7 separate regions of the Mus musculus genome follow, and regions 2, 3, 4, 5, 6 and 7 are each linked to region 1. A link is a contact called in public Hi-C and promoter capture Hi-C data. All regions are on one chromosome and are shown on one strand. The core of a region is the stretch at or near the end of the contact, and the rest is flanking DNA. Distances in the headings are between cores, read along the strand shown.

Region 1 (2,672 bases), core at 97-2,596:
ATGTGTCCTCTAGAAATACAAATAGTAAGCAGCAAAAAAGTGTTGTGCTGCTTCAATGTCTGTCTTGACTATTTTCCCTAGGGAAACCCTAAGCTCTACTTGGACAATTACCTGCACTCATCCTGGGAGGTAGCTCGAACTCTTCATGTTGTCACAGCACCCTGGAAACAGAGAAACAATGTCATTTTTAAATGTAATCACAGCCACCTCAGCACCTTCTTTCTTCAGCCCATTTCAGTAGTAAGATGACATCATTGCAACTCAGCCATATGCTTGTCATTTACATTGTTCATCATTAAGTGGCCATCTAAATATGTTCCCTAAGGAAGCACCAACCATCAATACCTACCTGACTACAAGCAAAACGTGTTATTTGTAAAATTGAACAGGCCTGGCTCCAAAGTGTAAAGGGCTTTGAGATGAACCACATCTAGAACAGAAAAAAAAAACCCCAAACTTCAATAAAAGACTTTATGCCAAACAATCCAAATACCTGCCACAGATTGTGCTACTCAGAGAATTTTTGTTTTCTCCACTAAACCATCAGAAAGAGAGAGTTCAGTTTTCATATCATCCCCGTAGCACACACACAACTTATACTCAACAACCAAAAAAATCTGGTAAAACCATTAACACTACTTACTCTGAAAAGAGAGCGTACACCCATCCTTTTGTAAGGTGGCACCTCAAACCTGTAGAGAAGTTAGCATCGGGTTACTTCTACACCAAGAAATCTCTAAAGGATGAGAAGGCTGTGATGTAGGGCCAGCCTCCTCAGAGTTACTTATCCTCACAGATATATCAGTACAGGTCTGTGAAAAGGTCCTCATCATAGGGGGTGGCCTTGCACTGCCGCCACCATTTTGTCCTTCACAAAATCCTGTCATCTTTAGGTCTTGAATGCCCTAACATGGTCTCCCCGCTAAGACTACGGAACAGATTACCAAAGTCCACATTTATTAACGCTGCCCACGAGGGTCTTTTAAATCACCAGAAATAAACATTACGTAAGAAAATACAGGCGGCGGTTCACAACAGTGACAGATAGGTGTTTGTGATAAAAGCCAGCCGCAGTTATAGGAAAGCTGATTAAGAGAAAGACAAGAGCCAGGCGTGGTGGCGCACGACTTTAATCGCAGCACTCGGGTGGCAGAGGCAGGCGGATTTTAGTTCGAGGCCACCCTGGTCTATAAAGTGAGTTTCAGCAGGACAGCCAGGACTATACAGAGAAACCCTGTCTCGAAAAACCAAAAAAAAAAAAAAAAAGAGAAAGACAAGAAAAAAACAAAGTGAAAACTACAGCACATAAAGACGTAGAGTACTTACCCCGAACAAGGAAAAATGAGGCCGACAAGAACAACGTGTGGCCTATAAATAGCATCTCGCAAAGGCCCACGGGATTTGGAGGTGGGACTAGGACTCACGCAGGCGCTAAGGTAAGCGGTGTGCGAGCCGGAGGAATTGTGGGTAGAGGAATCCGCCCAAAGGGGCGTGCGGAGAGCTCCGCCTCTGATTTTGCAGCGCGAAAAAGAGGCGCAGGCGCTTTAGGGGAGTGCGACGCTACGCCTTTGGCGCTGCGGCTAGGCGGTTCTTACTCACTGCGGGTAAAACGTCATCGCTGGAGATTTTGGTTCGCGACCCATACAGCTCGACTGTCTGGGTCACAACTACCAATATCCATACGTTGAGGCGATTTCTCACCCTCACTCACGCTAAGCCGCGTGTTGATCCATCTCTATGGATCCTGAACCTACTGAACACTCCACCGACGGTGTCTCGGTTCCCCGCCAGCCGCCCAGCGCGCAGACGGGGCTTGATGTCCAGGTTGTCAGCGCAGCGGGCGACTCAGGTACTGGGCCCTGGGCTGAGCTCGGTTGGATTTTCGCTTCCTTGCATGAAGCCTTTTAGGGAAACCCAGTCGGGACTAGAAGCCCTACGTCATTCTGGAGACCGATTTTTGTGTTTTGCTTCCTGGTCTATTTTCGCCATGTTCTTGGCCCGGATTGAATGAAGTAGGGCCAGCATTTAGATGTCATTTATGGAGCATGTTGCATGTTTTGTTTTTAGCAGTGCTATAGATTAAAGCTGCTGCTATGTGCATGTGTAGATAAGTGCTATACTACTGAGGCTGACAATTCTCCACACAACTGGGCTTACCGTTTAAAGCACCCAATATGAGTTAATATTCCACACTCCTAAAAGTTAGGGATAACCCTCATTTTATGCATGGGTGGTCTTAGATATAAAGAGCTCTGGGGGGAACAATCATTAGAATTTACCAGTTTTCTAAGTCGCAGCTATAGACTGGTTATTGAGAGTGTGCAGTAGCATTATAGTCATATGCATATAGCAAACATCTATATGCAGAAGCTTGCCTTTCGAACAATTATCATTACTCTCATACTAATTGCTCTTCTGCATGACCTCACTTAATAATCCAAGTTGGAAGGTGGTAAGGTACAGTTATGGGTGAGAAGCTCGGGTCCCAGAGAGGTTAAGTCATTTGCTGACTGTTACCCAGATAAACAGTATCAGATCCAAGGTATAAATCCAGGCAGCCTGATTTCAAAATCAGCACTTGCAGAAGACCCTGGTTCAATTCCCAGCTAGTAGCCATCTGCAGTTCCAGTTCCAAGGGATCCAGTACCCACTTCTGGCCTCCATGGGCACCT
Region 2 (2,672 bases), core at 68-2,567, 1.3 Mb before region 1:
GAATCCGGGAGGAGAGGGACAATGACAGTCCTGGGACACAGAGAACCTCCTCTGCTGCCACCAAGTTCTTCCACTAGAGAATCATTCCCTCCAGTCTTAAAGACCTTCCGGGTACCCAATGTGACTAACCTACAATTTTGGATAGTCGAGGGCAGAGCACCATGGCCTCAACCTTTGTCCATGGAGTGGGACTGAAGGAGGAAGGGTCTGGGAAATTGCTTCACCACTGGGCTCTAGCCAGATAGTCCTTCAGGCCAGTTCCATCCCTTCTTGTCTAGACACGGACTGAGAATGGGAAGCCAGAGTCCCCAGGGGCTAGTCGGTGACTGGGGTGACTGTGCTTCCCGTGGAGGCCCACCCAGCCTGGCAAAGTCTTCCCACGTGTAGCTGCCAGCCCAGCAGAGGTGAGTCACTGGCCCTCAGAACAGTCTACACAAGTGCTGGATAAGCCACAGACCTCCAGGCCCTGCCCAAGCTCTGCTGCCCAGCCCCCAGTTTCTGATGGCACGTCCCTATCGCTAGGGACCCAGCCCTGCCCCAGGCTCTTGGAAGCACCAGAAAATAGTCTGTGACACTCAGAGCAGAAAAGAAACCCTCAGTACAACAGTGAGGGTACTTACCTGGGGCAGAATCTGCCCCTCACGGCACACCCACCTCTGGGGGCCCATTCTTCCCTGAGATCTATTTATTCCACAGACTGACCCAAACAGCCCATCCTCCGTGAAAGAAAGAGACCTCCTTCCCTCAGGCTCCATCTCAACTCTGGAGCCAGGGAAGGGGTCAAAGGTCAGAAAGAGCAAAAAGGATGCTAAGGTCCGCAGGTGGAATGAGACGCCAAGCCTATGAACAACGTCTCCCTCTCCACCGCTAGTGCCAGGCTCCACCCCGCCGGCTGTGGGTTAGCTTACCGTGGCGTCCTCCGCACCGTGGTGGCCGATGAGGCGGCTACCCCCTGGGTGCCGCTGTGCCCAGCGGCTGATGTCGTAGACACGGCGCTCGATGACCAGCCACTTGTCGCCTGGTAGGTCATGCTGGCGGATCTGCTCCCAGCGGAAGATGGGTAGGGGCGCCCCCAGCGGTGCGGGCCCCTCCCGCGGCCCGGGTCCCCCTCCGGGCTCCCCGACACCGCCCATTGCCGCTGTACACAAGTCCTCCGGACCCCGGTACGTGACCAAGGTCTAAGAGAGACACTGAGGGAGGCGAGGTGGCAATCAGGGGTCTTCCTCCGCCCGCCCCACCGGCCCCGCCCTGCCGCTGCGGCCGCCGTAAGAGCGTGCGCCTGCCCGGCTCTCCGCGCAGGGAACTTTTCCCTCCCTTATAACCGCGCTGACAGCGCTCGCCTCGCCCGCCCCTCGTCCCGGCCCCCGCGCTGGCCAGTCCCGCTCTCGCTCCAATCCAGGCGCGGCGCCTCCACATCTATTGGCTGCCCGGGGAGGGCGGTGTCGCGAAGGGGCTTGCCCCACCCTCGAGGGCCTGGGGCCACCACGCCCGGCACTGCCCCCGGGGCACTGCCCCCCCCCCCCCCCAGTTTCTCGGACTCTCGGCTCAACTGAGAAGGCGGGGGATGGGGACCCAGCGCGCACGGGAGTCCTGCAGGCCGCTGCGCCCAGGCACACCCGCAGGGGCCCGAAATGAGCCCAAGTCTGAGCCCTGAAAGGCTGAGAAATGTAGTTAGGGACGTCACCGGTCTTTAACCAGGCATCCCAGGTAGCTAGAAATGAGGACACTACCTTGGGGTGACTGTCAACAGCCACCAAACAATGGACCTCATCCCCCAGTAAACCCTCAATATCCACGCGAGGAAGCCATCTAAAGCAATCTGCAGGAGCAGATGGCCTCTCCTCCTGGCTGTACGCAGGATTGGGGATGCCCAGGTTGGCCACTGGAGGAGGAGCAGAGGACACTGCTGCGTGGAGGTCTGCCGTTCAGGAGATGAAAGAATGGTCCAGTCTGCAATGGGTGGCTTGCTTGTCACCACCTCCCAGTTCTCCCCATTCATGGTGTCACATTTTTGACTTATTAAATTCAAATCCTCTTGAGAGTGTAACTACGTTCCCAATTGTACGATGTTTCTTTGAGACAGACATCAGTTCCTTAAAAGTTAAAAGCTTTCACAACTGGCAAACTTGAAGGTCCATCAGAATTTCCTTGAGGGCTAGTTAAAACAGACTCCCGCACACCACCCTAGTGTGACTCAGGGCAGAAAGGTGAGGCAGACCTGTTTGTTGGGAGCAAATCTTTTCAGAACCTTAAAGTGTATTTTTTCCAATGTGCAAACATTTCCTCTTGGTCTACCTAAGGATTTGTAGGTGACCTGACCTCTAAGGCACCCCTGTGGATAACAAAACCAACCTGTGTTTCTTGCCTACAAAAAACCAGTATATGCATGTAACCTTCACATATCCCCTCATACACTTTAAGTCAGCTCTGAATTCTTAATAATGTCTAATGTGATGTAAATGCTCTATAAATAATTGTTCACTGCATTGTTTAGGGAACAATAAGACTAAAAAAGGCTGAAAGCATTCACTCCAGATGCAACTATTACAGGCCTAAATACACAGGACAAGGAGGAAAGCAGAGGCGAGCAATACTCTAAAGAATGTTGGTTAGATACCTGGGACCTGTGAGATGAGGAGAGGTGACATCAGGGGCAGCCTACGTACACACTG
Region 3 (2,672 bases), core at 73-2,572, 1.3 Mb after region 1:
TTTTTAAATTTTTGCATAATGAAAGACATCACTAATAAGTCACTGCCTTAAGAAAGTTCATGCCAAAATGTATTTATTGGACTATCAGAAATTGGACTAAACAAACTAATTATACTTCCCTGTTAATGGCTAGTTTTTGGCTATCCCACTTTGTGCTCCCAGCTGGTCGCAGGCGCACACCTGCCCAGGAGCTATCTCAGTTCCACAGATGAAAGACTCACACACATTAGCTCATTTTTAAGCTGCCTTATTATAGGGTCTGTGGCTGGGCTCTTCAAAGCCTTCCAGCCCTTCCTTCAAGCCCTTACCTTTTACTCCTAGCTCAATATTTCTAAATCTGCCCTCAACTTAGTTGCCCAGTTACCTTCTGTGAAGCCCATAGGTCTTGCTGCCCAAGACACTTTCAAGCTTCCTTCCCTGGACCTCTTTTCTTTTCCGCCTACGTTTTGGAAGATCTCCCCTACAGCTCTGAGTCTGTCTCTCTTCCCCTAAATTCTCCTCCTCCTCCTAGCCTGCGGGAACCTGGAATTCCTGCCTCTTTCTTTCCACTCAGCCATTGGCCACTGGCATCTTTATTGATAGATCAAAACCCAATTGTGGGCAAGGACCTCCAGCATCAGTAAACACAGATTCCCAATTAAATCAAAGCATCAGACCCACTCCTCTACATTTACCAGAAGATTTTACACAAACAACAGTAATACAGTGTAAATCTGTCCAATACTGAATCTCACACAGTTTAAATAGTTACCACTATCCATTCATTCTAATGGCTCAAGCTAAATACAGTTCCTAGTGAAGGGGGAGTGACAGCGAGAGTCTCATGGACTGTGGCTGAGAGTATAAATGAGGAAAGCTGGACAGATTCTTGAAAAACAATACCCATTTGTCCTACAGCCTAGCAACTCCACTATAGAGGAGTAAAAACTCCATATACATACATATATACACACACACATATATATATATGGTAGTTTTACTAATAATGTCCTAAAGTTGAAACAATAAGGGAATAAACATTCCTTGACATAGCTATGTTTGTGTATAGATCACAAGGACAACTTACAGGAGTCAGTTTTCTCCTCCTACCTTGTGGATACCAGGGATCAAGTGATCTTATCTGCTGAGCCATCTCTCCAGCTGGACATAGCTAGGTTGGATTTTTTGTTTTGTTTTTGTTTTGGTGCTTGCATCAATATAAATCTCATATATTATGCTCAGTGAGAACCAGCATAAAATAATTTGTACTGTGTCAGTTATGTCTATGTGACTGTAGAACATCTGTGTGACTGTAGAACATCTGTGTGACTGTAGAACAAAAGAACTGGGACAGCAGTGGTTGCTTTTGAGTTGCTGACTTTTGGGTTAGTCAGCTTTCTACTACTGAAGCAGATGCCTGAAATAACTTGCCAGGCTCATAGTTGGCTTTGTTGCTCTTGGACCTTTGGCATCACCAAAGTAGGGCAAACGTGCTGAAGCAAAACTGTCAGCCTTATGGCCAAAACACAAGGAAGAAACTCAGACCCCCTCAATACTCCATGACCTAAGACCTCCACTAGACACCCAAACCTTCCCAAACTGCCTCTCTGGGAATCAGCCTTTAACTGAATGGGCCTTTGGGAGTAGGTGTGGGGGATCGAGATACAAACTCTATAATGAAAAAGGTGCACCTTCAGGAGTGTGGTCTTTTGTACACTTTGATCGAAATTGAACAGATGTACATATTGTACATGTACCCAATGACTATGTTTATGTAGTTTGCTGTAATTTTACATTTAAAGAAAAACGTGAAAAGAATACTCCATTTTAGTCCTGGTTCTCAAGCTGAAGTAGATGTCCTGATAACCACTGTTTATTTTGACATGCTTGTTTAAACACTGGAGTGAGCAGAAGGATACAGTGCAACATCAGTGGATAACATCAATGTGTTTGTACTTTGGAGGTGGGGGGGGTGGGGTTCAAAGCAGGGAGGGTTTCTTTTTTGTAGCCTCAACTGTCCTGGAACTCACTCTGTAGATAGGCTGGCCTCTAACTCACAGAGAACTCTGCCTCTGGAGTGCTGGGATTAAAGGTATGTATGTGCCACCCCACCTGGCTAATGTGCATGTAATTAAATGCTACTGAACTACTCTTTAAAAATAGCCCATGTTGCTTTATGGTATATGTATTTAAGCACATTGTTTTAGATATACTATTTTATGTGTTTGAGTCTTTTGCTTGCACATATGTGTGTGTACCATGTGCATGCCTGGTGCACTTTAAAGTTAGAGTTGGGCATTGGGGAACTCGAGTTAACTGACAGTTGTAAGCTGCCATATGGGTGCTGGGAATTGATCCTCAGTCCTGTGCAGGAACACATGCTTTTAACAGCTGAGCCAATTCCAGCCTATTAGCACTTTTTTGTTTAATGTAGAAGTTGGACATGATGGCATTTAGCGTTGAGGCAGGAGCAATACAGTGAGCTTGAGTCCAGCCTTTGAGACAGAGTGAGCCCCTGTCTCAAAAACAATCAAACAAACCAAATAGTGTAGGTGTGTAGCTCAGTGATATAGTACTCACTCTTGGGGCCTTTGGTTTCCATCCCTAGCATTGCCTGAGGGAATAAAATATAGGTGGTTGGTTAACCTGAAATGATTATCAGCTATGCTATGCTGGGGGCAATAAAACAGAGG
Region 4 (2,672 bases), core at 93-2,592, 1.3 Mb before region 1:
AAATCTACTTGTCTAAGAGGTAGGGTGCTAGAGTATCCTGCATTGGGAGGCCATTTTTCTCCTCCTTCACCAATCATGTAAAAAGTAGCTAACACAAGGTCACAAGGCTTCCAGCTCTACAAACAACCACTGATTTATAAAATTAATGCATCATGCCCTGTTAACAATTGAGGGCATTGCATTTTAGCACAAATATATTAGGAGAAGCTTTGATTTTCAGTTTTAAGCACTCAGTGTATTCATATTCCAGGAATGACAGCCACAGAAGTTGGACCTGTTTCAAAGTCCAGGCCTTCCCCAAACCTGTTTTTCAGAAACTATTACATGGAAAACTTCCTTGTCCAGCAATTGATAGCAGGCTTTTCCCAACAAGTATGTACCTACCACTTGTTAGTAAGCCACACTCATGCAAAATAAGAAAAATACAGTAACATGATGCCTTGTAAATGCAAGGTCGGGGTGACACTGATAACTACAGAAGGGGAGATTCCTAGCGATAAGTTTCAATGCAAGTGAGGCTCTGTGATAAGCAGAGAGGTGGAGGCGGCTGCTTTGAAGGGGACAAGAGTAAGCTCACAAGAGATAAGCCTCTTTACACCAGGCCCCAAGGCTGCCACTCGACACCATGACCAAGCAGACCCGCCATACTCCAGGAGGAACTGGAGCAGGATGCATAACCAAACAGAGAAGCTTGTAGGCCACGTGATCGGAGGGGACGAGCGTGCAGAAAATGCACCTAACTGCAGGGTTGATTGGCCAGGCTGACAGTCGTACTGCCCTAAGGCTTCAAAAAAAAGTGGTGTAATGACATGCCTGATCTATGCAGGAGCCACAAGGTGCTATGTGCTCAGACTTGCCACGGCAGGGCTGCCTGCCTTAGGAAAGAACCCCGAACAAACTCCATTTTCCAGAAGGGCGCTGGAAGGCGGGGAAGCCCGCAGCAGGCCACGCCCCGACCCACCCTCCGCCGGCTCCCCAAGTGGCCCTGAGGAGGCCGCACTCACCATAGACAGATAGACGTAGGAGGCATACAACTCCAGGTTGATCTGGCGGTTGATGGCAGCCTCCGCGTCCTGGTGGTAGTTCTGGCGCACTTGCGAGGGAGACGCGGTGGTCATGGTGGCGGCGGGGCGAGGCGCGGTGGCGACGCTGGAGCGGCGGAACGACGAAGTTGCAAAGGGCTCAGGCTCGAAGCGGCCGGCGGGGGTCGGAGGGGTCGAGCACCGGGTTCCGTTCAAGCACTGTTGAAGCAGGAAACCGCGGCGACTCTGGGCGAGAACGTCTGGCGCAGGAGGGGACAGCGGGCCGCACTTATAGCGGGATCCTGCGTCAGGCGAGCGCTGGCCAATCAGCGCAGCGGGCCGCGCCGCCCCGCCTCTTCCTGTGGGCGTGTTGCCCAAACCCGCAGGGCGCGGGCGGGGAGGAGCCTGTGTGAGTGTGAGGCGACGCAAGGGGCTCTGAGCTTCTGCAAGAGCGGTGCCTGGCAACAAGCGCGCTGTTTCTGTGGCCCGGGGCGGGCGTAGTTGGATCTAGCCGTACTGCAGAGGCATCTGGGTCCCAGATGGGCACAGAGGGTACCGATGAGGATGATTTTCAATTCTCACAGGATATCCCTAAACTCTAGGCAAAGTGCGTGTTGTTAGTCGTGACATACACCAGACAGCGACTTCGTCTTACAAATAGGAAAATGGAAGCGTGGCGCTGTAAATGGCGAACGACATATAAGTTGGACTGGGAAAGAGCGGCTTTCCCTCCTTCAGAATCTGTGGAGAGAAGCTCAGAGGAGGAGTAGGGGAACTATTGGCGAGGAGGTTAGGGTCTACCCTGTTCTTCTGACTCAAGCAACCCCGGCTTTTTGCTAAGGCAAACATGGCTCTGAGAACAGTTGAAAAAACAAAGGCTAAGAAGGCGCATTTCTCCTTAGAGCAGGACAACAGCCGTCTGTCTATAGGGCAATCCTGGGGCCAAACCATTTAGGTTTCTGAGAAAGCCCCTGGTGATGCTTGAAATTAAGAGACGTCTCTGGATTAGAAAAGTAAAGAAGTGACCTACGTGTGTCTGTTTCAAAATGGTCTCCTTTATCTTTCTCAGTAACCTTTGGGTTTGTCCTTGGAGTGAAGTTGATGCTTGCAGAATGGCAGGTGACAGGTGCAGGAAACTGCAGAGGGACAAGCCAACTGTGTCTATCTTGTAGCTGTGGCCCAGCTTCAAAATGGGTGCGAATTCTTGGATAGCAAGCAGAACTAGAGATTAGCCACTGCGTCTTGCTAGGCCCTGCCATCCACATCCACTTGTGCTCAGCCTTGTCTAGTCTTTAACACAGGTGGAGAACCAGCAGATGCTGTTCATATTCTCAAAACTGGAAGTTGGACTTCGATTTTGTTGTTATTGTTTTGAAGCAAGATTGACAAAGTTACTGGATCAGTAACCCAGACTGGCCAGGGACTCTCTGTGTAAGCCAGGCTGGTTCGTCAGAGAGCTGGGATTATAACCCTCTTCCCCCCTTTTAAGGTACGTCTACTGAAATACATTACTAGTACTTAGTCTTTTAAAACTACACGTTATATATGTTCTTTTCAGGAAAGATTTCAGTGGTAATCTAGCTGCAGGATGCTTCTGGATAAATATCCTGGAGTCAGACTTCAGGACGATGGCCCTAGGAGACTGATGCT
Region 5 (2,672 bases), core at 65-2,564, 1.2 Mb before region 1:
GTAAACTAGATTTGTGGCCTTAGCTAGAGCCCCTCTCTTTCCCTGGACATAGTCTTATGTTTACAGTGAAGACATTTTGTCTTCCTGTATCTGGGATCTAGAATGTTACCTTATCCATTGGAACCTTATCTGTGCACCTCAGGACCACCCTGTGGGTTCATTTGGTTTTCTTAGAAACCCTTTCAAGAGAAGACATTTAGAACCAACCTAAATGCTATACGTGGCTATTGTAAAGACAGCAGGCTGTGTCTCTTAGATAAGCCACCCTGTGCTCTCTGCTGTGTCTTCTCTAGCTTTTCTCATTTTCTTTTAACACTTGTGTATTTAAAACATATTTTTAAAAAAATCTCTCTCCAGGCAGTGGTGGAACAATGAGTACCTTTAATCCCAGTATTAGGGAGGCAGAGGTAGACAGATCTCTGAGTTTAAGGCCAGCATGGACTACAGAGACCAGGACAGCCAGAGCTTCACAGAGAAACCCTCTTTCAAAACACACACACACACACACACACACACACACACACACACACACACCTCTTTTAATAAACCTGAACCGTCCTTTACAGTGTCTAGTTCTGAAATTCTTTTCTGCTGTGAAGCTAGGAATCTCGAGTTTGCCAGAGTGGTGTTCTCTGAGAAGAGCCCTGGGGTTGCTGCTGGTGACAGACTGCCCAGGAGAGGGAGGGAAGGCTACACATTACAGCAGCCCGAGGCCAAGTGAGTGGGGTTTCCAGAAGAAGCAAAACTTCAACTTCCTCACCAGCAGGGACACACAGACCAGGTAGGCAGAGCAGTAGTCATCTCTGCCTGCACTTCACAAGCTCCAGCTCTCCAGCCTCTGAGAGACCCATCCGCTCCCTCTTCTCTTCTCTCTGAGGTAGCTGTTAGCTACCTTAGGAGTCATCCCAGCGATGCCCAGGCGTGGACAGAAGGGTGTGGGGGCTAGGGTAGTTGTAGAATAAAGGAAAGGAGAAAAGAAACAGACAGAAAAAATTTCCCGGCAGAACTGTGGCCTTTGCTGTCTTGCTGTTCTCTGTTAGTATTGAGCAATAGCCCTGAATCAGGGCCAAGGCCGGTGCTCAACAGTGCCTCCAAACGAATCTGCTGGAAGAAGACTGTGTTTTTTCAGTGTTTTTCAGGCCCCTAAAAGGGCCTCCCTCTCTGCCCATCTCCCCCTCCCTCTCAAATTCTTCCCGCCCACAGGACCCAGCTCTTTCTGTCCCATGATGGGTGTAGAGGAAGTGGGATAGCTGCCTGCCAGCACTCCTCCCAGGCAGCTGGCTGCCCACTGTGGGTCATAGTGTACGGAAAGATCCCAGGGCAATGGTTCAGACACCAAATGGCAGCCCCGGGGCAGAGGGTTTTGCTCTTGCCTAAACCATACAGTGCTGCGCAGAGATTTTGTTTTTAGGATGGCTTATTGGTCTCTGACAAGAAGATATGGGGCTGCTAGCCCCTTTGGGGATAGTAACTTCCAGATAATTTTCAAGAGTCAGTTTTTAGGGGTGGGGAGATGGCTGAGTCAGTATGTACTTGCCGTGCTAGCATGAGGAGCTGAGTTAGATTAAGATCTCACATAAAAAGCTGGGTGTGGTAGCACATGTCACCCTAGAGACAGGAGGATCACTAGGACTTTCTGGGCAGCCAGCCTAGTTAGTTGGTATGATCCAGGTTCAGCAAGAGATGCAGTCTCAAAAATAAAACAAGTAAGGTGGAGGGCTGGGCATAATGACACCTATCTTTAATTTTAATTCTAGCATTTGAGTGGCAGAGGTAGAGAGTCCCAGGCCAATCATACACATACTAACATGCAAACACACTTACCCACCCCACAGACACATTTACGTTTAATGTTTATTTGACTTGGACAGTTGGTTGAATGAGCAGCCATTTGCACTATGGGCATAACTACTTTTTTCAAAGAGGTGGTCTGGGCAGAAGGATCCTAAGTTTGAGGCCAGAGTGGGTTGCATAAGTGGTTCAAGGCCAGCCTAAACTACCTAGTGAGATCTTACCTCAAAGCAAACAAAAACAAAGAACCCTCAACGAGCTAGAGAAAGTACCCAAGGAGCTAAAGGGATCTGCAACCCTATAGGTGGAACAACATTATGAACTAACCAGTACCCCGGAGCTCTTGACTCTAGCTGCATATGTATCAAAAGATGGCCTAGTCAGCCATCACTGGAAAGAGAGGCCCATCGGACTTGCAAACTTTATATGCCCCAGAACAGGGGAACGCCAGGGCCAAAAAGGGGGAGTGGGTGGGTAGGGGAGTGGGGGTGGGTGGGTATGGGGGACTTTTGGTATAGCATTGGAAATGTAAATGAGCTAAATACCTAATAAAAAATGGAAAAAAAAAACCCTCAACAATGAAAACTCAATCGAAAAATGAGCATAGGGCTTGAACACAGACCTCTCAAGACTCTAGAGTCTGGAGAACACGCATAAACTATCAGCTCTATTTTTTAACCTTTCTTGTTGCTATGGCAAAAGCAACCTGAGAAAAGGACAGTTACTCAGCTTGTGGTTTAAGAGGCCATAGACTGTCATGAGGGGCATAACAGACTTCACATGCAGCTGGGACCCCACACCTCTGGGCCATGCAGACAGCAAGACATGTTGACTCTTGACGCTTCATCTCCCCTCCTGTTCAGACCAGGCCCCTAGTCTAA
Region 6 (2,672 bases), core at 125-2,624, 1.2 Mb before region 1:
TCCTAGTGATTAAATTAATAAACTGAGCTCAACAAATTGACCATGCTCTTTTCCTTTAAAATTACATTCATTCATTCATTCATTCATTCATTCATTCATTCATGTATTTGAGACAAGGTCACGTTGGGTAGCTCTCGTTATCCTGTAAATTGCTAGGCAGACCAGGCTGGCCTCACGCTTACAGAGATCCATCTGCTTCTGCCTCCTGAGTGCAGGGGACTAAAGGCATGTGCCTCCATGCCAAGCCACACCCAGATTTTAAAGCCGGCTTTCTATCTCATAGAAATACTAACAGTGTTGGCTTACAGGTGATTCAGTTGGGCTCCTCCCAGGGACTTAGCAGTGAGTGGCCTGCCTGCCCCCCTAGGTGCACCAGGCAGCCTGGAAAAAGGACTGCTTGCACATACCGCCTCTCCCCCCACCCTTCCTACGCGTTCCCAGCTGGCCTCTCTTTCTCTCTTTCTGTCCTTCTCTGTCCCCCCCCCCCCCACCCCCCACTCGGTTCCAGTCTGTCTGCTTCTAATCCTTCTCCAGGCCCTCATTCCCTTTCCTTCTCCAAATAAACTTTCTTTATACCAGGTCTGTCACATGGTGTGATTTCTCAAGAGGACACCTGGGCATGGGCCCACCAGGTACCCCGGCCCACTGCCACATTATACTTCATACCAAACAGTATATTTTAGTATTTTAACAATCTTGTCTTATGTAGGTCCAAGCATGATGATACATTTTCTAAAAGTCCCTGCTGCCTTCAAAGGGACTGAACTTTCCCCAGACCCTGTAGACAACCTGGGGTCTTCCTGTTTGCTTGGCCAGGGTAAACTTATCTTAAAGAGAACAATGTAACCAAAGTTACTATGCCTTGGATGTCCCCTGCAGTCATCGTTTTCATCCTAAACTAAATCCCTGGCTTTAATCTGAGAATATGTACTCTTCCATTCCCCTGTCTATGTTTTGGTAATCATTTGCTGACAGCAGCCAAGAGGTTGAAAGAAGCCTTAAACAAAACAAATATCACATATCTATTAGAAGCAACTTGTGGACTTAGGTTGATAACATCTGTTTGAAGTTAGTGCAAACAGTTCTGGTAACTACTTCCTTTGTAAGCCCTGTTAAAGATCTCTGTAAAGAGCCCCCCACTCTCCTGCCATACCATGTTCTCTGTGTTGCTAAAAAAACTACCAAGCATACCCCTTGTTACAACCAGACAGAAGATACAGGGGTGGAAATAGAGAGTCTAATTTCAGCTCACTTGTTAGATTCCCAAACCCAGAACTAAAGGCCACCAGGTTCTCCCAGCATCCCTCTGTCCCTGCCTGTTACAGGGTATGGCTGGCATACCCCACCCCCTACCCTGAACTCTCCAGCCCAGGCACAGTCCTCTTTGATATGTTAAATAGGAACTTCAGTTAGCTGTTTATCCAAGTTTGAGATCTAACAATCACTCTTGCCCAGCTACTACAGGAAATCTTTTTTTATTCTATAATATATTACTGAGATATCCAAGCAAGTATTCTTTTATATGATGAAAGGGAAATGTTTCAGATACTAATTTTTTGGCTATATGAAGACCATATGATTAATCTCAAAGGTAAGCAAATTTACCAAAGACTTGGGAATACCAGTGAACAGTGAGGAGGACGTGACTTCAGGGTCCTGTCTCTGGTGATTAAAGTGACAAATGCCCCATAGATGCAGCAGTTTGAACACTTGGTCCCTAGTTGATAGCATTGTTTGGGAAGGTTTACAAGGTGTGGCCTTGCTAGAGAAAGCATGTCACGGAGGGCAGGCTTTGAGAGATTATAGCCGCCCCCGCCCCCCCCCCCCCCATTTGCTCTCTGCTTCTTATTTTCTGCTTTAGGTATCTTGCAGAAGGTCAAAATCATGCTTGGCTGCATGGGGTGTGTGTGTGTGTGTGTGGTGGTGTTGAGGTCAGCCTAGGCAGGAGACCCTGTGTCAAAACAAACAAACAAAAAACAAACAAAACAAAACAAAAAAACCCCACAAACAAGCCAAACCTAACTTAACCAAACCAATGTGTATCAGATCGTCCCTGAGCTGGCAAGTCCTGAAGCTTTGAAAATCTAAGTTGCCATGGCAACCTCCTGGGTGCTAGAAATGCCAGAAAAGTGGGATATCTGCCACAGAAACAAGCCTACAGGCATTGAACAGAACTGGGCTCCAGAGAGGCCCTGCTTGCTCATTCTCACATCAGCGACAATACCTTTGAGCATGGTGTGGTGTGCATGCAATCCCAGCACTCTGGAAGCCAAGGTGGAGAGCAAGCAAGTTCAAGGTCAGCCTGAGCTATATATAGTAAGACTCTGTCTCTGAAGAAAGTGACAGTATCTTTAGTATAAACCCCCCAAATTTTAGATAGGAGAAATGAGGAATTCTACTGTAAATGAGGCAAAAGGTGGCTTTGGGAGAGGCCAGGGCAGCTTTTAACTCAGGGTATGTGGCGTGGACCTTCTTGACACGCAAGCCCTCTGGCTATCTCGGATCTGTAAAAAGCAGATTTTAGGAACCATCTTTTCCCATGCTTTGCTCCCTCCTTTTCCTGTTTGGATAACATTTAGGATTTATGAGCTCTGGCTAGAGGGGCTTCCCTTTTTCCCAACTCTTTCCATTTTGGTTCCCTCAATATTGGAAACTGCTAGGACTGTCTCTTT
Region 7 (2,672 bases), core at 76-2,575, 1.2 Mb before region 1:
GTGTCTGCCTGCAAGGTATGTTGGGGCAATAGTGGCACAAACCTGTGGCAGTAACCAACCAATATCTGATTTGACCTAAGGCCCACTCCACAAGATCGAATCCTGCTTGGGTGAACAACAATCTGAGACAAGATAGCTCAGGGACCTAGGGTTAAACTAAATACTACTGTTCTACTAAAGGAACATAGCAATAAAATGACTCCTAGTGATTGACATTCTGCTACACTCAGATCATTGCCTTGCTCAGCCATCATCAGAGAAGCTTCCTCCTGAAGCAGATAGGAACAAATACAGAGACTCACAGCCAGACAGAGTTTGCACAGCTCTGCATCAGGTTCTTGCATATATGTTATGGCTTCCAGTGCTTTTATGGAATTCCCGAGTGTTCGAACAAGTGGGTCTCTGGTCTTTGTGCCTTCTCTTGGGGCTTTTTTTCTTTGTTTCATCCAATTCAGATATGATAGGTTTTGTATTATCTTATGTTTTACATCTTAGTTTATTATTATCCCTTAGAAGTCTGTTTTGAAAGGGAGTGGATACAGATGGAAGGGGAGGTTAGAACTGGGAGGAGCAGAGGGAGGGGAACTGTATCAGGATATAGTATGTGAGTAAAGAAATCTATTTTCAATAAAAGGAAAAACAATTTAAAAATAAATAAAACCCCTCTGTTTAATCTGTCCAGGGACATTTGTAGTTTCGCCCACCTCTTGGCTACTGAGAATGATTCTATAAAGAAGGTGGAGGTGTTTTATTTTACAGGTGGTGGTGACACACCTTCAACTCAAGACTTTACCTTTATATGTGGCCAGAAAAATTCTCCGTTGTATGTGGCGTCCAATCTGGAGGGTACTTAGCAAACACTTCCGGGTGACAATCGGAGGTCTAAGGAAACATTCTGTAACTATATGCCTGACTGCTCTTGGAGGGAAGGCTCTGTGAGATTTGCAATGTGTTTCTTTTTACTACTGCAAAGTAGCAGAGCTGTCATTCCGAACGCAGAAGCATTCCGGACTTGAAACGAACCAAGCGGCTGGCTCGAAGATAAATAGGCATCCTCCCCAACCAAGCCTGCCTTCGCAGTGCACGCAGGGACTTGTAATTCGTCGCAACCACTTCCTCGCCGGGTAGATTGCCGCAGCTTCCGGAAGTTGGGGCGTGTTAAAAGCGTCAACGTTCTTCTCCCCGCCTCCTAGTCCCACAGATTGACAGCACTAACAGCCAGCAGATAAGCGGACTCGTGCGTCCTGTTACGTGATTGGTTTGGAGTTTTGTAACCGCCCAGACAAACTTAAGGGGAATTGGTTGAGCCACAATTTTGAAAATCGTAGATTCGCCCGCGCTCTTCGCCCGGTAGGTCCTCGCCTGCGGCGAGCTCGCGGTACTGGGAGTCCAGCCGGTCCGGCGTGGCGGGAAGCTTAATCTGCGGAAGCCGCGGACTGGAAAAGGAGTGGTCCGGGAAGACGCGGCGCCGCCGGGTGAGTGAGAACGGGCGTCGGGAGTCGCAGGGTCGCGGTGTTCGGCCACTGGTCCCGGCCTCTTCGCTTCCCAGGATGGGCCAGGGGAGTCACTTTCGCCTATGGGTTGCTTATGGGTGTGGGGATCACTTCCAATGGTTCTAGGCTTGGAGATGAACTTCGAGGCCCTGCACTTGAGTCCTGGGATCCGAGAATGGTCAGTCCTCTTCCCCGCACGCCGGGCCTAACACCTGTGCAGAGCCTGGGCTGCTCTGTAAACCCGGACTTGAGTCTTTTTATGGCAACGGCTGCTCAGCTTCGTCCCAGCTGAGCAGCATTTAAAAACTGACCCAGCTCCGGAGACCGCCCTGCTACTTATTTTGTCATCCCCGCAAGCGTAGGCTCTTGTCAGCGGCGCAGTTCCCTCCAGCTTCCTGCTGCCAAGCGTTGGGATTGTGTCATTCTGAGCTTGAAACTATTGTCCTGGAGGCCTGTGGCTAGTGGTTAAAAAACATTTTAAATCCAGGCTCCGCCCTCCGATTTTCTTGGTGACTTTGACCTAGATTTGTATGTGCATGGGTATCTTGGAGTATGTGGCAAAAAGGAATTGAGAGGTTTCTTGGCATGGAGTAGGACTCTTGAGTGGAAGAGCAGTTTTAGCGATCGATCTTCCTGCTTGGAGGGGTGTGTGTGGGGAGAAATGCTTAGTTCATTTCCTGCACCCCCAGAGGAGATGGCAATTGCTAATCTGCTGAATGGCACAGAAATAGTATTTGTGGAGAGGAAGTGACCTTCCTTCTCCCATGGTAGGGTTTGTTTATTTCGTGGACTGAAGGTGAAGTTACCCAGGAGTCTGATTCTTGTTACACCTCCTCCTTTCCTCAGAGTCACCTTTTCTAACTTTTCAGCGAGGGCTTGCTAGAAAGCACATTTCCCCATGGAAGAAGAAGTGTGGTATTGGACTTGGTGAAAGAAGCGCTCACTCCGATTGTAGCATGAGCAGACATTTTGTAAAATTTCCCATTTGTTACTTTCTTATAGCTCCTCTGCAAGTCTTTGGAGTCCTTGTGCAGTTTTCTCTTCTCTTTGCTGGCCTTGAACTGATGAGGCCTTGGACTTGGCTAGGGCTGTTTTCTGGTGCAGGGGGATAGGGAGACTCAGTGGAGAGGCCATGCTGATGAGTAGCTGGCTGCACAGTTAATGCTTTTTCCTAAAGGC

What was found. Promoter capture Hi-C pulls out the DNA fragments that hold promoters and counts their contacts. A called contact is a pair of places that touch in the nucleus more often than the background predicts.
Region 2: a contact with region 1 is called in a promoter capture Hi-C map of 3T3-L1-derived adipocytes, with 3 times the contacts expected there. A contact is called at or near these places in 8 of 39 promoter capture datasets (the 3T3-L1 cell line, 3T3-L1-derived adipocytes, the HPC-7 cell line and 5 more) and 4 of 130 datasets of targeted methods (astrocytes, differentiating embryonic stem cells, pancreatic cancer cells and 1 more).
Region 3: a contact with region 1 is called in a promoter capture Hi-C map of liver, with 3 times the contacts expected there. A contact is called at or near these places in 8 of 39 promoter capture datasets (cranial neural crest, embryonic stem cells, frontonasal cranial neural crest and 4 more), 5 of 130 datasets of targeted methods (the 230-238 cell line, T-cell acute lymphoblastic leukemia, astrocytes and 1 more) and 1 of 9 other capture datasets (liver).
Region 4: a Hi-C map of B cells shows a contact between it and region 1, with 7 read pairs. A contact is called at or near these places in 8 of 39 promoter capture datasets (the 3T3-L1 cell line, 3T3-L1-derived adipocytes, the C10 cell line and 6 more), 4 of 484 Hi-C or Micro-C datasets (B cells, CD4 T cells, CD8 T cells and 1 more), 4 of 130 datasets of targeted methods (astrocytes, fibro-adipogenic progenitors, pancreatic cancer cells and 1 more) and 3 of 9 other capture datasets (adipose tissue, liver and pancreatic islet).
Region 5: a contact with region 1 is called in a promoter capture Hi-C map of 3T3-L1-derived adipocytes, with 4 times the contacts expected there. A contact is called at or near these places in 5 of 39 promoter capture datasets (the 3T3-L1 cell line, 3T3-L1-derived adipocytes, the C10 cell line and 2 more), 2 of 130 datasets of targeted methods (bone marrow-derived dendritic cells and pancreatic cancer cells) and 1 of 9 other capture datasets (adipose tissue).
Region 6: a contact with region 1 is called in a promoter capture Hi-C map of neutrophils, with 2.6 times the contacts expected there. A contact is called at or near these places in 7 of 39 promoter capture datasets (the 3T3-L1 cell line, the C10 cell line, cranial neural crest and 4 more), 3 of 130 datasets of targeted methods (bone marrow-derived dendritic cells, pancreatic cancer cells and pro-B cells) and 3 of 9 other capture datasets (adipose tissue, liver and macrophages).
Region 7: a contact with region 1 is called in a promoter capture Hi-C map of pre-B cells, with 6 times the contacts expected there. A contact is called at or near these places in 23 of 39 promoter capture datasets (the 3T3-L1 cell line, 3T3-L1-derived adipocytes, the C10 cell line and 15 more), 2 of 484 Hi-C or Micro-C datasets (B cells and myocytes) and 7 of 130 datasets of targeted methods (astrocytes, bone marrow-derived dendritic cells, bone marrow-derived macrophages and 4 more).

What each region holds. Positions count from the first base shown.
Region 1 is chr19:8,722,161-8,724,832 of GRCm38.p6, reverse strand. Snhg1 (small nucleolar RNA host gene 1) reads right to left here and starts at 1,346. Exons shown (of 10, transcript NR_002896.3): 1 at 1,327-1,346; 2 at 644-692; 3 at 350-430; 4 at 112-161. It overlaps LOC115489078 (a small nucleolar RNA gene), which reads right to left and starts at 840; the gene lies at 769-840. It overlaps LOC115489084 (a small nucleolar RNA gene), which reads right to left and starts at 582; the gene lies at 508-582. LOC115489083 (a small nucleolar RNA gene) reads right to left here and starts at 301; the gene lies at 232-301. It also overlaps a transcript of Slc3a2 not described here.
Region 2 is chr19:10,040,193-10,042,864 of GRCm38.p6, reverse strand. It overlaps Fads3 (fatty acid desaturase 3), which reads right to left and starts at 1,317. Exons shown (of 12, transcript NM_021890.3): 1 at 909-1,317. The coding sequence starts at 1,133.
Region 3 is chr19:7,444,516-7,447,187 of GRCm38.p6, reverse strand. All of the region lies in intron 3 of Rtn3 (reticulon 3), which reads left to right. Among named protein-coding and RNA genes, the nearest start is that of Mir6991, 23 kb to the right of the region's middle.
Region 4 is chr19:9,981,316-9,983,987 of GRCm38.p6, reverse strand. Fth1 (ferritin heavy polypeptide 1) reads right to left here and starts at 1,342. Exons shown (of 4, transcript NM_010239.2): 1 at 1,005-1,342. The coding sequence starts at 1,118.
Region 5 is chr19:9,953,138-9,955,809 of GRCm38.p6, reverse strand. No RefSeq gene overlaps it. Among named protein-coding and RNA genes, the nearest start is that of Gm36913, 6.8 kb to the right of the region's middle.
Region 6 is chr19:9,921,918-9,924,589 of GRCm38.p6, reverse strand. Gm36913 (a long non-coding RNA gene) reads left to right here. Exons shown (of 4, transcript XR_877719.2): 4 at 1-42. Among named protein-coding and RNA genes, the nearest start is that of Gm50340, 24 kb to the right of the region's middle.
Region 7 is chr19:9,898,142-9,900,813 of GRCm38.p6, reverse strand. It overlaps Incenp (inner centromere protein), which reads left to right and starts at 1,325. Exons shown (of 19, transcript NM_001369356.1): 1 at 1,325-1,475. It overlaps Gm50340 (predicted gene, 50340), which reads right to left and starts at 1,136. Exons shown (of 3, transcript NR_168101.1): 1 at 794-1,136.